4 separate regions of the Mus musculus genome follow, and all the other regions are linked to region 4. Evidence: chromatin contacts called from public Hi-C and HiChIP or PLAC-seq data. All regions are on one chromosome and are shown on one strand. The core of a region is the stretch at or near the end of the contact, and the rest is flanking DNA. Distances in the headings are between cores, read along the strand shown. Region 1 has its middle 39 kb from the start of Tmem38b. Region 2 overlaps Tmem38b (transmembrane protein 38B). Region 3 has its middle 36 kb from the start of Gm33840. Region 4 holds the start of Fktn (fukutin).

Region 1 (2,700 bases), core at 73-2,572, 150 kb before region 4:
AGATGTGCCCAGGACACATGTGTATATGACCTTACATACAAGATTTCAACTGTTGGTTAAATTAACCTTTCACTATAAAATCCTGTTTCTAAAACCTGTCCACCTTTTCAAAGTATGCTATAAATTACAAAGTTCACAGCCCAATTATGCATAACTCAAGGTCCTGAGATGCCAGACATCCCACTGGGACCTAAGGTCAAGCTGAGGGAGTCGCTCCAAGGTCACTATCTCATATTAATGAAAATTGAAGATGTGGACTCTCACTGGGTATACAAAAAGTATAGGCAAGCTTTTTAAGATTTCTTTAAAAACTGAGAACTTAGCCGGACATGGTAGCGTACGCCTTTAATCCCAGCACTTGGGAGGCAGAGGAAGGCGAATTTCTGAGTTCGAGGCCAGCCTGGTCTACAGAGTGAGTTCCAGGGCAGCCAGGAAGAGAGAAACCCTGTCTCAAAAAAAAAAAAAAAAAAAAAAAAAAACAACAAAAAACCAACCAACCAACCAACCAAACAAACAAACAAAAACCTGAGAACTTGAACTTGAAAAGTGAGAAACTAGGAAAAAGTGGGAGAAACCCCCACAAGTAGGTAGGAGAGACTTCTAAAAGAGGACCAAGCCATTGAGCTTGTCCTGTGATACAAGCCTACAGCACAAGCACGGGAAAGGTGGCCACTTACATAGGTCTGCAGAGCCATCAGGAAGGCATGAGTGACTTCCTGAGTAATAAAGCAGTTCCTCGCGTTGTGGTGAACTCGAACCATAAAATTATTTTGTTGCTACTTCATAATGGTAATTGTGCTACTGTTATGAACTATATGTAAATAGCTGATATGGAGGATATGTGATATGCAGCCCCCAGGGGGGTTGCCACTCCCGGGTGAACAGCTGTTCTAGAGACTGTTATTTGGGGTTCCTCAGACTGGCATGTGTCTTCTTAGCATGAATCAAAAAGGAGCAATAACAATAAAAAGAAAATGTGTAAAAATTAAATGTCTTTAAAAATTTGAAGTCTGGAGCTGGATGCACGTCTTTAATCCCAGCACTTGGGAGGCAGAAGCAGGAAGATCTCTGTGAGTTCGAGGCTAACTGGTCCACAAAAAGAGTTCCAGGACAGCCGGGACTACATATAGAAACCCCGCCTTGAGATACCACCCCCACAAAAAAAATTGTTCATGAAAATATATTAAAATATGTTAGTGCCATACGCATTCTGCCTCTCCACCGTGGGTGCCCAGGCGCCACGGCACATTGCTGAGTGACAGAAACCAGAATCCATGCCTCCCCTTAGATCGTCCACCCTCCAGGTGGAGAGCGGAGGCAGAGCCTGGGAGAAGCAGACACACTCTGACTCAGTGGCCAAGAATCCTGGAGGGGCTGGAGGGAAGAAAGCCTTCCTCAGGAGTCAGGTCCAGCTCTTTAGTCAAGGAACTTCCCCGGAGAGATCCATTAAGGGGGCAGTTCCCTGAGACGGTCCTTACTTGTTCAGACTGATTTATTTGATGGTGGATGTACACGGATACATTTTTGTAGTCTCCCCTCCCCCAGCCTGAAACCTGCTTGCTCAGGGGTGGAGCTTCCCGCTCAATCGTTCTGCCACGCCCACTGAGCCATACACGTGGTCACCCTGCAACTGGACTCCAAGATTATTTGGCGGGAATCCGGTCCCTCCCCATTCTTCATAAATGAGTGTCGGAAATAAAAAGTTGAGCTTTGATCAGAATGCCTGTTTTAGCTGCATCATTTTCTTGCCCACCTAGCCCTTCTTCTCTTCCAGGTTTCCAAAATGCCTTTCCAGCCTAGAACCCAAACATGTAGTCGGCTGGCCAGACACAACACACTTTATTCAGGGTGAACCAGGGATTAATACCCAGTAAGGGAAGCTCATTGGCTGAAGGCGTGGAGCTATCCCAGTCCGCAGTGGGGTGTCATGGTTCCGGAGAAGGTGCACAGACAGGCAGGAAGCGGCTCCACTCCTACCGGTCTCAGATTCCCGGGGTCTGAGCTCACTCAACCTGTCCAGTTCTCACGTCTATCTGGTAACATGGTTCCACATGGGCGCAGATAATTCAGAGGAAGGCAGTCAGATGGTCAACAGACACTAAGTGTTCAGAATCATTAGCCGGAGTAACGAAAGCCTCAGGCCCCAAAAAGCATCCCCTAGAAATGGGCAAAATTAAAACGTTGACAATACTGAGACTCTGGCTAAGGACACAGATCAACTAGAACATTCAAGACACTGTCCTGGAGCATTAAATGGTACAATCACTTTGGGAGGAAGAAAACACACAAGTTGCTTTGTTTTTATAAAATCAAGCATGATCCACCATATCTTCTACCATTTGTCAAAAAGAACATAATTAACAAAAGCTGCACAAAAGTGTTCATAATTGTTTATTTGAAACACCCCAAGTTAGAAACAGCCTGATGTTCATCAGCAGGGTGACTGAATGGTGGAACTTAAGTAGACTATGAGCTTTGGATAAACACAAGTTACAAGCGTCTAAAAATACGTTAAGTTTCTAAGATAGCTACATGAGCTAAGATTCCTTTTATATTATGTCCCTTGGGAGAAGGAATTGACTGGATATTAATTCCCTGGAGTCCTTGTAATATTCACGTTCTGGTCAGGAGTTCACAGCCATTGGTGTTTGTTTAAACTCAATTTCTGAGGTGAGGGTAGAGTGGTAGGTATAGTGTTTG
Region 2 (2,700 bases), core at 122-2,621, 130 kb before region 4:
CACCAGCCCTCTCCTTTTGGTTTTTTCAAGACAGGTTTCTTTTGTAGTCCTGGCTATCCTGAATCAGCTCTATAGACCAGGCTAGCCTCAAATTTACAGAGATCTACCTGCCTCTACCTCCTGGGTGCTGGGATTAAAAGCACATGCCACCATTGCCCTGCATCAGATATTTCTAAAGTACACATAAAACCTTACATATTAGTGAAACCTCTGTGCCCACCTGAGTTGCCATGGAGCAAAAGGAACAACTCTGTCATGTCCAACAGACTTATGAATGAGCGTGAAAGACAAATGACTGCAGACAAAATCACTCTTGTTCTACAATATAAGTTAGCTATATAATGTTCCGCTGATGAATTACTGGGAAATGTCATTAATTAAACAGCACATCTCTTCTGTAAAGATTGTAATTTCACCTTAAGTTTGTAATATCCAAAAAACCTTTACCTTGTAAGTACCTAAAACATACACATAGATACATATACATATGTATACATACAGGAAAGGAAAAAGAAATGGAATGAGAAGATAATAATGGATTTCTCAGATACTTTTAAGTTCTGTGGGTCAGATTAATAAAAAGAGAAAAATGACAAAGGGTAGAAATTAGTGTAAAATAGGATACAACCAACATAAACCAGTGTAAACAGGTTTTAAGATGGGAGCTGAATTTAGGTTAAAACCAGGGGTTAAGCAGAAGGCGCTTTGCTGGGCTCATCACTGAGAACACTCCCTCTCTTACCATCAACTCTCCCTGTCTACCTAAGGCAGTATCCTTAGGCCAAAACTGGGCCAAACAGAACACAAACCACACCCATGTTAGTCTACTGCAATAGCCCTGGCCTCTGGTTAGGACACCAAAGAAATTTCATGGATATATCTTGAAAAAGATTATAAAACTGTGACTCTTATATTTCCCTCATTTAAATGTAATCTCCTTAAAGAATGCCTGGAAGTTTAAGGAAAACATTATGAGACATAAAATCATTAGATAGAAAAATTATAAATTATGTACTGCCCGCATAAATAAATGGCTTTTTAAAAAGACAACACAAATGAAAGTATATGGAGTTTTCAGACAACAGCTGTATACAGACAGAAGCAAGCTCTTGTCTGTCTTTACCAGTAGATGGTGCTAACCCCCAGGCATGCTACCGTTCTGAAGCTGACCTCACTTGAATATATAATTCCCCAGATCATTTGACTCTCAAAATCAGAAGCAAAGACTGACATGTTATTCTAAATGTTAAAACTTTTCTAATTAAACAATAAGATACACTGTCTTGACTCTAGCATCATTTCTCATATTGAAGAGACTGTAAGGACAACATTTCTATTTCAGAGTTCAAAGCAATTTACTGCTTATGCACCAACTAACAGATGAAATAACCATGGTTTAAATCTGGGCTCTGGATACTCAGGGTCTCCAATTCCTTGGCTAAGTCATTAATTTCTTTGTGCCTTGCGTCACGCTCTGTTAAGGCTAAAGCAGTACTCACCACAGCTTCAAAAACCCAGAATTACAGGGCCCAGATATAACTAGTGACCTGCATCCAGTACAGAGCAAGCAAAATCCGAGTGTGAAGACTAACCAGAGAAGCATGGCACTGTGGCCATGAAACTCTGGCAGCACACACACACCCTGGTTTAAAGATGAGAAAGGTTAAATATAGGCGAGCAAAGAACAGAACAAAATTAATTAACAATGTCAGAATATTCTGATTTTGTAATATCCTTTGTCCAACAAATAACAAAATTCTTTATATCTAGGTAAATTCCAAGTATTACATATATAACAGAGACATGTTAAATAATAATAAATAGGCTTGAATTTGAATTAGAGATAAATATTAGTATGAACTCAAGTCATTTTCTCTTTCTTTACCCTAGCTCATTTCAATAGATGCCTTAGCAGTGTCTCCAATGCTCTGAGTGAACCTTGAAAAAACTATTTCTCCTTAAATGAAACTAAAACTAATTCCAGAAGAAAGGTATAAGAATCTTAAAATACCAAGAGGCATGAAAGCTGAAAAGGCTCCCACTGGCCAAAGATGGAACAGATTCAAATAATGACAAAAAATGCACTCTGTATAATCTCACAAATCATCCTTTAATCTGAGTTCATACACAGGTTTGTTGCTGTTGTTGCTGTTGCTGCTGCTGCTGTTGTTGTTGTTGTTGAACTGACCATCTTTGCAGGATGACCAGCAAACAAATAACCAAGCAACAGCCCTGCCTCTCTCTGAGAAGTACAACAAGCTAAATAAAGATCGGGCAAGTCAGAGTGTTGATAAATGCACGTGTGTGGCGGGAAAGGAAGGAGTATCAGGAGCAGTGGCCATACATCACAGCAAAGAGGACAGAGGGAGGGAGACTCTGTAGGGATGGACAGTAGGTCATGAGAAAGCTCAGGCTGTTGTTCCTGAAAAGACATTATTGCACGCAGGAGTGGCACACTATAACTTATTTTAAGATAATCACTTCATCATTATGTGAAGAATATCTAGGGGGTAATGAATAAAGCAACTAGCCCACCTAGGAAGTTACTGAAAGTCCAGGCCAGAAGTGGGAGGACTAGTACTTAACACTAGAAACAGGAGAGATAGGACGGTAACAGAATCTGGCTATCTTCCTTTTTATATAGTCTCAGCATTTATACAACATTAAAATAATCCAAAATGCTAGTATCTCTGTAAACGA
Region 3 (2,700 bases), core at 146-2,645, 200 kb before region 4:
CCTTGAGACCATGACCACATAGGTAATGGCTATGTCATATAAGAGACAGCCTGAGTGCTTACTGGTTCTGGATTAAGCCAGCAGAAGGAAGCTTCTAATCTCTGTGTTTGTTATTCTTCCTTGGGGCTAAGAGAATGCACAAATTGGTAAGATCCCACTTTGACCCAGAAAGATGAGGAAGGCACCCTAAGGAATGCAGGGTCCTGAAGGTGTATGGAATGAGTTTTCTTAGGAGTTTCCATACAGATATGGATTTTAGTGGGGTTTCAGGATGGCGGATGCAGGATACACTGGAGGCATCTAAGGAAGCAAAAGAGAAAAGGGAAAGAAACCAGTGAGGTGTGGTTAGCAAGGCCGTGCTCACAGTGGGCAGCTGGAGAGAAGTCACAATAGCCACACCAGGAGAGTGGAGAAAGTGACTCAGATATCTTACCAGGGGACCAGGAGAGCTAGAAGGTTTATATGCCAATGTTCATTCAGGTTTATATGTCAATTCTCATCCAGTTTAGTTAAGGGAAATTGAAGAAAGGAACACTTTCCCTGGCTCATTAAGCTTACCTCATACACAAGAAAAAGTGTTCTGGGGAGAAGCCTCAGACAAGTACAGACACAAAAATGAATCTTTGGATCCAGACCTGTATCTACCCACCTCTCCATCCTTCACATAACTTGAACTTTTATGAAAGAGAACTAAATCTCCTGTTTCCTTAATCGCCATGGGTCTCTGTTACTGTACACACCTGCCTGCTTTATAAGATGGTACGTGACTACCTGCATCCAAAGCACATCTCTGTCACTTATTAGCGACAAGGGACTAAGCCTTCCTAAGGTCCAGTGGCTTTCTCTGGAAAATGGATATACTTTTGATGCTTCTTCCTAGGGCTGAAATGGTTTTGGTTTTAGCAACTTTTTTTTTGGTTGGTTTGGTTTGGTTTGGTTTGGTTTGGTTTGGTTTGGTTTGGTTTGGTTTTGAGACACAATCTTCCTGTGTAGCCTATGCTGGCCTTGAACTCACTATGTAGTCCAGGCTGTCTTCAAACTCACAGTAGTTTTGCTTCAGCCTCTAAGAGCTGAGACTGCACACATCATCAGCACATTTATCCATGCAGAACACCTGGCCAAGAGTGAGACACTGTTGCTCTTTCTTCCTTTTCCAGAGCTGCTCTTTCATGTGCCCTGGGAGTTCCATGGTCTTCAGAACCTGCCCTTCCAAAAGAAAGGAGGCCCCAGAGCCATGCCCAGCAAAGAATGTCTTTAACACAAGCTCAGTTTGCCATGATGCTACACCTAGTATAAAGAAGTTAGGAACTGATGCTCAAAGATCAAGCCCAGGACCCAGCAGCCAACACAGGAAGGATATGAGAGGAAATGAAATAGACTAGGGGAAGCCCCAACAGGAAGGAGGAGGTATCAGCCCTGATGGGTCTTTCTACAGAGGTTTCTCAGGCAGAGGTCCAGGCAGAGGCAGGGAGCCAGTACATATTTGAAAAACCAGCAGGCAGCCCTGGCTATTGCTTGACACCATCACCTGATCCTCTCACCTGACTGTATAACAGAAAGCACCCTCTTGCCCTTGAGCATGGACCTTAAAGCTCTAGACTGCTCAGCTTTTCCTTTCAGCAGCAGGGAAGCCACCAGGCCTCCCTTTGAAGGACCAGGTCAATAGGAAGGATGAATCATTAACACTTATGATACAGTGCCCAGGGTAAATATTTGTTGATTCGTGATAGATAACAAGGGCTGGGTCATGAAGACTCCTTGAAAGGGAACAAGGAAGGATGATATTTTACTATTCTGTGTGTAAGCAGTTGCTGAGCCTCATTATTCATTCAGCTTCTGAAGACACTCAGCCAGGCCAGGCTGTATGCTCGCTCAGGGTCCTAGAGAGAAGGAGACAAGCCCTCAGTAGTTTGGCAAAGACATGTCTGGCTAGGGAAGCAACCAACCAACCAACCAACGGACATTCGGTTATGTCTAACCACTAGCAACAATGAGCAGCTTCTACCTACCCTGCTCCCAGGATGTTAACCTAACCCCAGCATCATTTTTAAAATTGCCTTGGTTTGTCTGTCAAACAGTGGCACAGAGTTTGCATGCTGGCCTCTCCAGCTTCCCATGATGCTATCATCTTACAGTAGAATAGCACCTTCGTTCAAATGGATGCATCAAATTTGACATGCGCTAAGGTCTTTCTCTGCTCCCGGATACCTTTCAAGGTAGCACATCACTCCTGGTTGTGACAACTCTTCAGATTCTCCTGTGGATGCCCTTGACAGTCCTGAAGAGTACTCCTGCACAGGGTGCCCCTTCTGGTGGAATCTGCCTCAAGTCTTCCTCGAAATCGTCCTGGGGTTTGAGTACTATTTTCTCACACAGTTTGAAAGGCATATAGTGTCCAGCATGATATACCACTGTTGATAGTGACATTATTCACCTAGCTGAGGTTGTTTGTGGTCATGGTTTTCTCTACTGTAAGGTTTCTCTTTTCCTATCCAACTGCAAACCATCTTTACTGGAAGTCACAGTGTACAGTTCACATCTAAAGAGTAAGGTTATGTTGTCACCCCCCTGACCAGGACAGAATATGTACATTCGCTTGCAGTTTGCAGCAAGATGTATATTTTCTTTCCACTTATTTATGTATTTTATATCCATGTATCTATGTATGTATGATTGTGTGTACATTACAACATGTTTACA
Region 4 (2,700 bases), core at 113-2,612:
GCATCAGCTCCTGCTCCAGGTTGCTGCCCTCAGTGCTTTGGATGATAAACTGTAATCTAAAACTTAGCAAACCAAACCCTTTCTTCCCCAGTCACTTTTGGTCATGGTATTTCACCACTGTAGTATTAGCTCTAACTAAGACAGTGAGTAAAGCCTTTCCCTCAAGAGGCAAGTGACTAACTGCTTGGTTGAGAGCATTTACCCAAGGCTGGTCTGTCGATCATTATGCAGCTCTGTTTCCTAGTGCTTTTTTTTTTTTTTGTCTTGGCCTCCAAAGTGCTGGTATTACAGGTGTGTGTTACCATGGTTGGCTCACAGGCTGACTTTTACTTAATGGAAATCTTCAAACTAGAAAGACTGGAATATCATTCTTTATAGCCGAGAAAGCTTGAGACATACAAGAAAGCGGCTTGCCTTGTACTACCTGAGAAATTGGCGATCGTGATGAAATCTGAATTCAGTTCTCTGGACGACTTTTATCTAAAGCTTTTAACTACCCGGCCCCATTTTTATCAAATCTTTCCCGATATTCCCCAACTGATAATGTAAACGGAAGACAGGAACGTTCCTACATGCAGTTATCTCGCATCGCTAACCGCGCCCACCTTATCATTATTATTGTTACTTATTATTATTACCATCGTCATCATACTATTAAGCATAGTGAGCACTCCTTCAAACGAACTAAGAATGACTACTGAGGAGTCTAAGAAGAGAGGAAAGCGACTGGTAAGCCAACCACCACCTCTCTTCGAAGCAGTTGCAGCAGGCTGCTTGCTGTACACAGAACTTGGCTTTGGCGCAGCATCAAAGTCCTTCTCAGGTGGAACCCTCCCTGGGCGGCTGCCCTGCCAACCCCCTTCCTTTCCCTGTAAGTTCATGCCACGGCGTCGGATGCACTCAGAGCAGCAGCAGGCTGCATCAGTTCCTCCCCGGCGGAGCCACCTTGGCATGCATTGGTCCTCACACCTGATCGGTCTCCCCGCATCGTCCGCTCTCGCCAACCAGCTCAAGCGTCACTGTCCCAGCCCGGCCTCTTAAGCGTCTCCATGAACCTCCAAAATCGAACCCTCGCGGGTCAGGACGATCAACGGACAGCATGGGCGTGTGGGAACGATCTGTCGCCGGGACAGCGGGGACGGCGGCAGCAAGCTCGTGCACGGACTGCGGCCGACCTCGGACTCCTCCCCGCCGCCGTAGGGAGGGTACCCCAAAGGTGGACGACCGCTACTCAGGGTATACCAGTAGACCAGCGACAGTGCCTGAAGGAACCCGCCCACGCCCAGGCTCGGCTACCCGGCCCCGGTGCCCTCATCTTACCTAACTCTAGAGCTGCGGCGGAGGCCTCGCTTTACGGCAACTGTCGCAAAGAAGCGGTCAAGCGCGCAGCGGCGTACGCTGGCTGTTGCTTTGTTCTCCGAGCGCTCCTATTAGTGTGGCCTATTTGGCCATCAGAAATCTGCAATCAGCCGTCCCTCCGGCAGTGCCCTGAGGCTGCCTGGAGTTTAGAGAAAAAACAGAACTGTCCCCCGTAGTGTACGGCTCATCAGACAGAGCGCAGAAAGTGCAAACCTAGGGTGGATAACGATTCTTTTTCTCCCTCCCTCCCTCCCTCCCTCCCTCCTCCCCCTTCTCCTCTCTCTACATTCTGCTATTGGGGACAGAATGGGGAAGAGCACTATGTAGTGATGCAAGTACTCATGAAGTTGAGGTGCCTACTTGACATCCAGGTCTAGAAGATGCGATCTTCCAGTTTGGGGCTTGAAAGAAATATAGATGCTTCTGGGCCTGGCACCTAGCATCTTTGCTTTTAGCAGAGCCATTTAAAGAGTTATTGGCAAGGAGCAGATGTGGATTTTGATAGGAATTTTTGAAAATTAAAAAGCACTAAAGAAATTATTGTAATTTTACGTTCTTTCTACGAAAATTACTAACGGCGTATAGAAAAAAATGAAATAATTTACCTACGCACCCCGTTCTATATCATTTAGCTCAGACTGGCCTTAAATTCTACTCAGCCAATATGGTGTTCAACTGATCCTACACATCTTCCACATCTCAAGTGCTGAGATAACAAGTGTGCATCGCCATGCTTGTCTTAAAACAGAATTTTTCAAAAAGTTGTGATGGAATGTGGCTGTATCAAAAATTTCTATTGTCTGACATGCCTACAATTCAAGTATTTGGGGGGCCAAGGCAAGAGGATCTAGAGTGAGCTCTTGTCTTTAAACACATGCAAACGCACATGCACGCACGCACACACACATGCACACATGCACACAATATAATTGATGCCTATTGGAGTACTAAGAGGTGATATTTTAAAAGATATTAGGAATGCTTATTATGCTCAACTATGTCTGGAAATTATAAGGAGGAAAAAAAAAAACTTCCCGGGTTTTAGAAGTGAATAGATTTCAAGTGCATAGTAAATATTATCCTGCATAAACCTTGCAGGAGGCAGAGGACTAGCCAGCTTTCTAGCCAGTTTTCTGATTTGAGCTAAGTTTAAGTTTAGATCTCACTGTTTTCCCTATATAAGCACAGTCATAATGTGCCATCTACATTATCAAGTTTCTGTTTCTATAAAGTGGACTGGGATTTAGAGGAAGGGATTTAGCACCCTTCAAAGAAAATTGACAATCCTTTTGGTTATCCTAGATTTAACTTGTCAGCAATTTTTTTTGAAACTTACTTCTA

What was found. Hi-C and Micro-C count contacts between places; a contact is called where the count stands out from the background. HiChIP or PLAC-seq counts read pairs in DNA pulled down with a chosen protein or histone mark.
Region 1: an H3K4me3 HiChIP or PLAC-seq map of embryonic stem cells shows a contact between it and region 4, with 12 read pairs. The contact joins the enhancer-like site here to the promoter of Fktn in region 4. A contact is called at or near these places in 6 of 39 promoter capture datasets (3T3-L1-derived adipocytes, the C10 cell line, embryonic stem cells and 2 more), 5 of 115 datasets of contacts at active chromatin or transcription factors (the 230-238 cell line, bone marrow-derived macrophages and embryonic stem cells) and 3 of 9 other capture datasets (adipose tissue, liver and pancreatic islet).
Region 2: an H3K4me3 HiChIP or PLAC-seq map of bone marrow-derived macrophages shows a contact between it and region 4, with 3 times the contacts expected there. The contact joins the enhancer-like site here to the promoter of Fktn in region 4. A contact is called at or near these places in 10 of 39 promoter capture datasets (3T3-L1-derived adipocytes, the C10 cell line, cranial neural crest and 6 more), 2 of 15 datasets of contacts at CTCF or cohesin (CD8 T cells and pro-B cells), 2 of 484 Hi-C or Micro-C datasets (muscle stem cells and stem cell-derived epiblast-like cells), 9 of 115 datasets of contacts at active chromatin or transcription factors (the 230-238 cell line, bone marrow-derived macrophages, embryonic stem cells and 2 more) and 3 of 9 other capture datasets (adipose tissue, liver and pancreatic islet).
Region 3: a contact with region 4 is called in a Hi-C map of CD8 T cells, with 2.1 times the contacts expected there. The contact joins the enhancer-like site here to the promoter of Fktn in region 4. A contact is called at or near these places in 3 of 39 promoter capture datasets (the C10 cell line, embryonic stem cells and stem cell-derived epiblast-like cells), 2 of 484 Hi-C or Micro-C datasets (CD8 T cells and natural killer cells) and 3 of 115 datasets of contacts at active chromatin or transcription factors (bone marrow-derived macrophages, effector CD8 T cells and memory CD8 T cells).

What each region holds. Positions count from the first base shown.
Region 1 is chr4:53,863,478-53,866,177 of GRCm38.p6, reverse strand. No RefSeq gene overlaps it. Among named protein-coding and RNA genes, the nearest start is that of Tmem38b, 39 kb to the right of the region's middle. Within about 2 kb of position 1,322, at least 13 of the 459 cell types and tissues checked have an H3K27ac peak or open chromatin away from gene starts, as enhancers often do. A contact at or near this core is called in embryonic stem cells, where this site is marked.
Region 2 is chr4:53,843,917-53,846,616 of GRCm38.p6, reverse strand. The region is part of intron 2 of Tmem38b (transmembrane protein 38B); the gene reads right to left. Among named protein-coding and RNA genes, the nearest start is that of Tmem38b, 19 kb to the right of the region's middle. Within about 2 kb of position 1,371, at least 6 of the 459 cell types and tissues checked have an H3K27ac peak or open chromatin away from gene starts, as enhancers often do. A contact at or near this core is called in bone marrow-derived macrophages and muscle stem cells, where this site is marked.
Region 3 is chr4:53,914,211-53,916,910 of GRCm38.p6, reverse strand. No RefSeq gene overlaps it. Among named protein-coding and RNA genes, the nearest start is that of Gm33840, 36 kb to the left of the region's middle. Within about 2 kb of position 1,395, at least 34 of the 459 cell types and tissues checked have an H3K27ac peak or open chromatin away from gene starts, as enhancers often do. A contact at or near this core is called in CD8 T cells, effector CD8 T cells, memory CD8 T cells and 1 more, where this site is marked.
Region 4 is chr4:53,712,816-53,715,515 of GRCm38.p6, reverse strand. Fktn (fukutin) reads right to left here and starts at 1,362. Exons shown (of 10, transcript NM_139309.5): 1 at 1,321-1,362.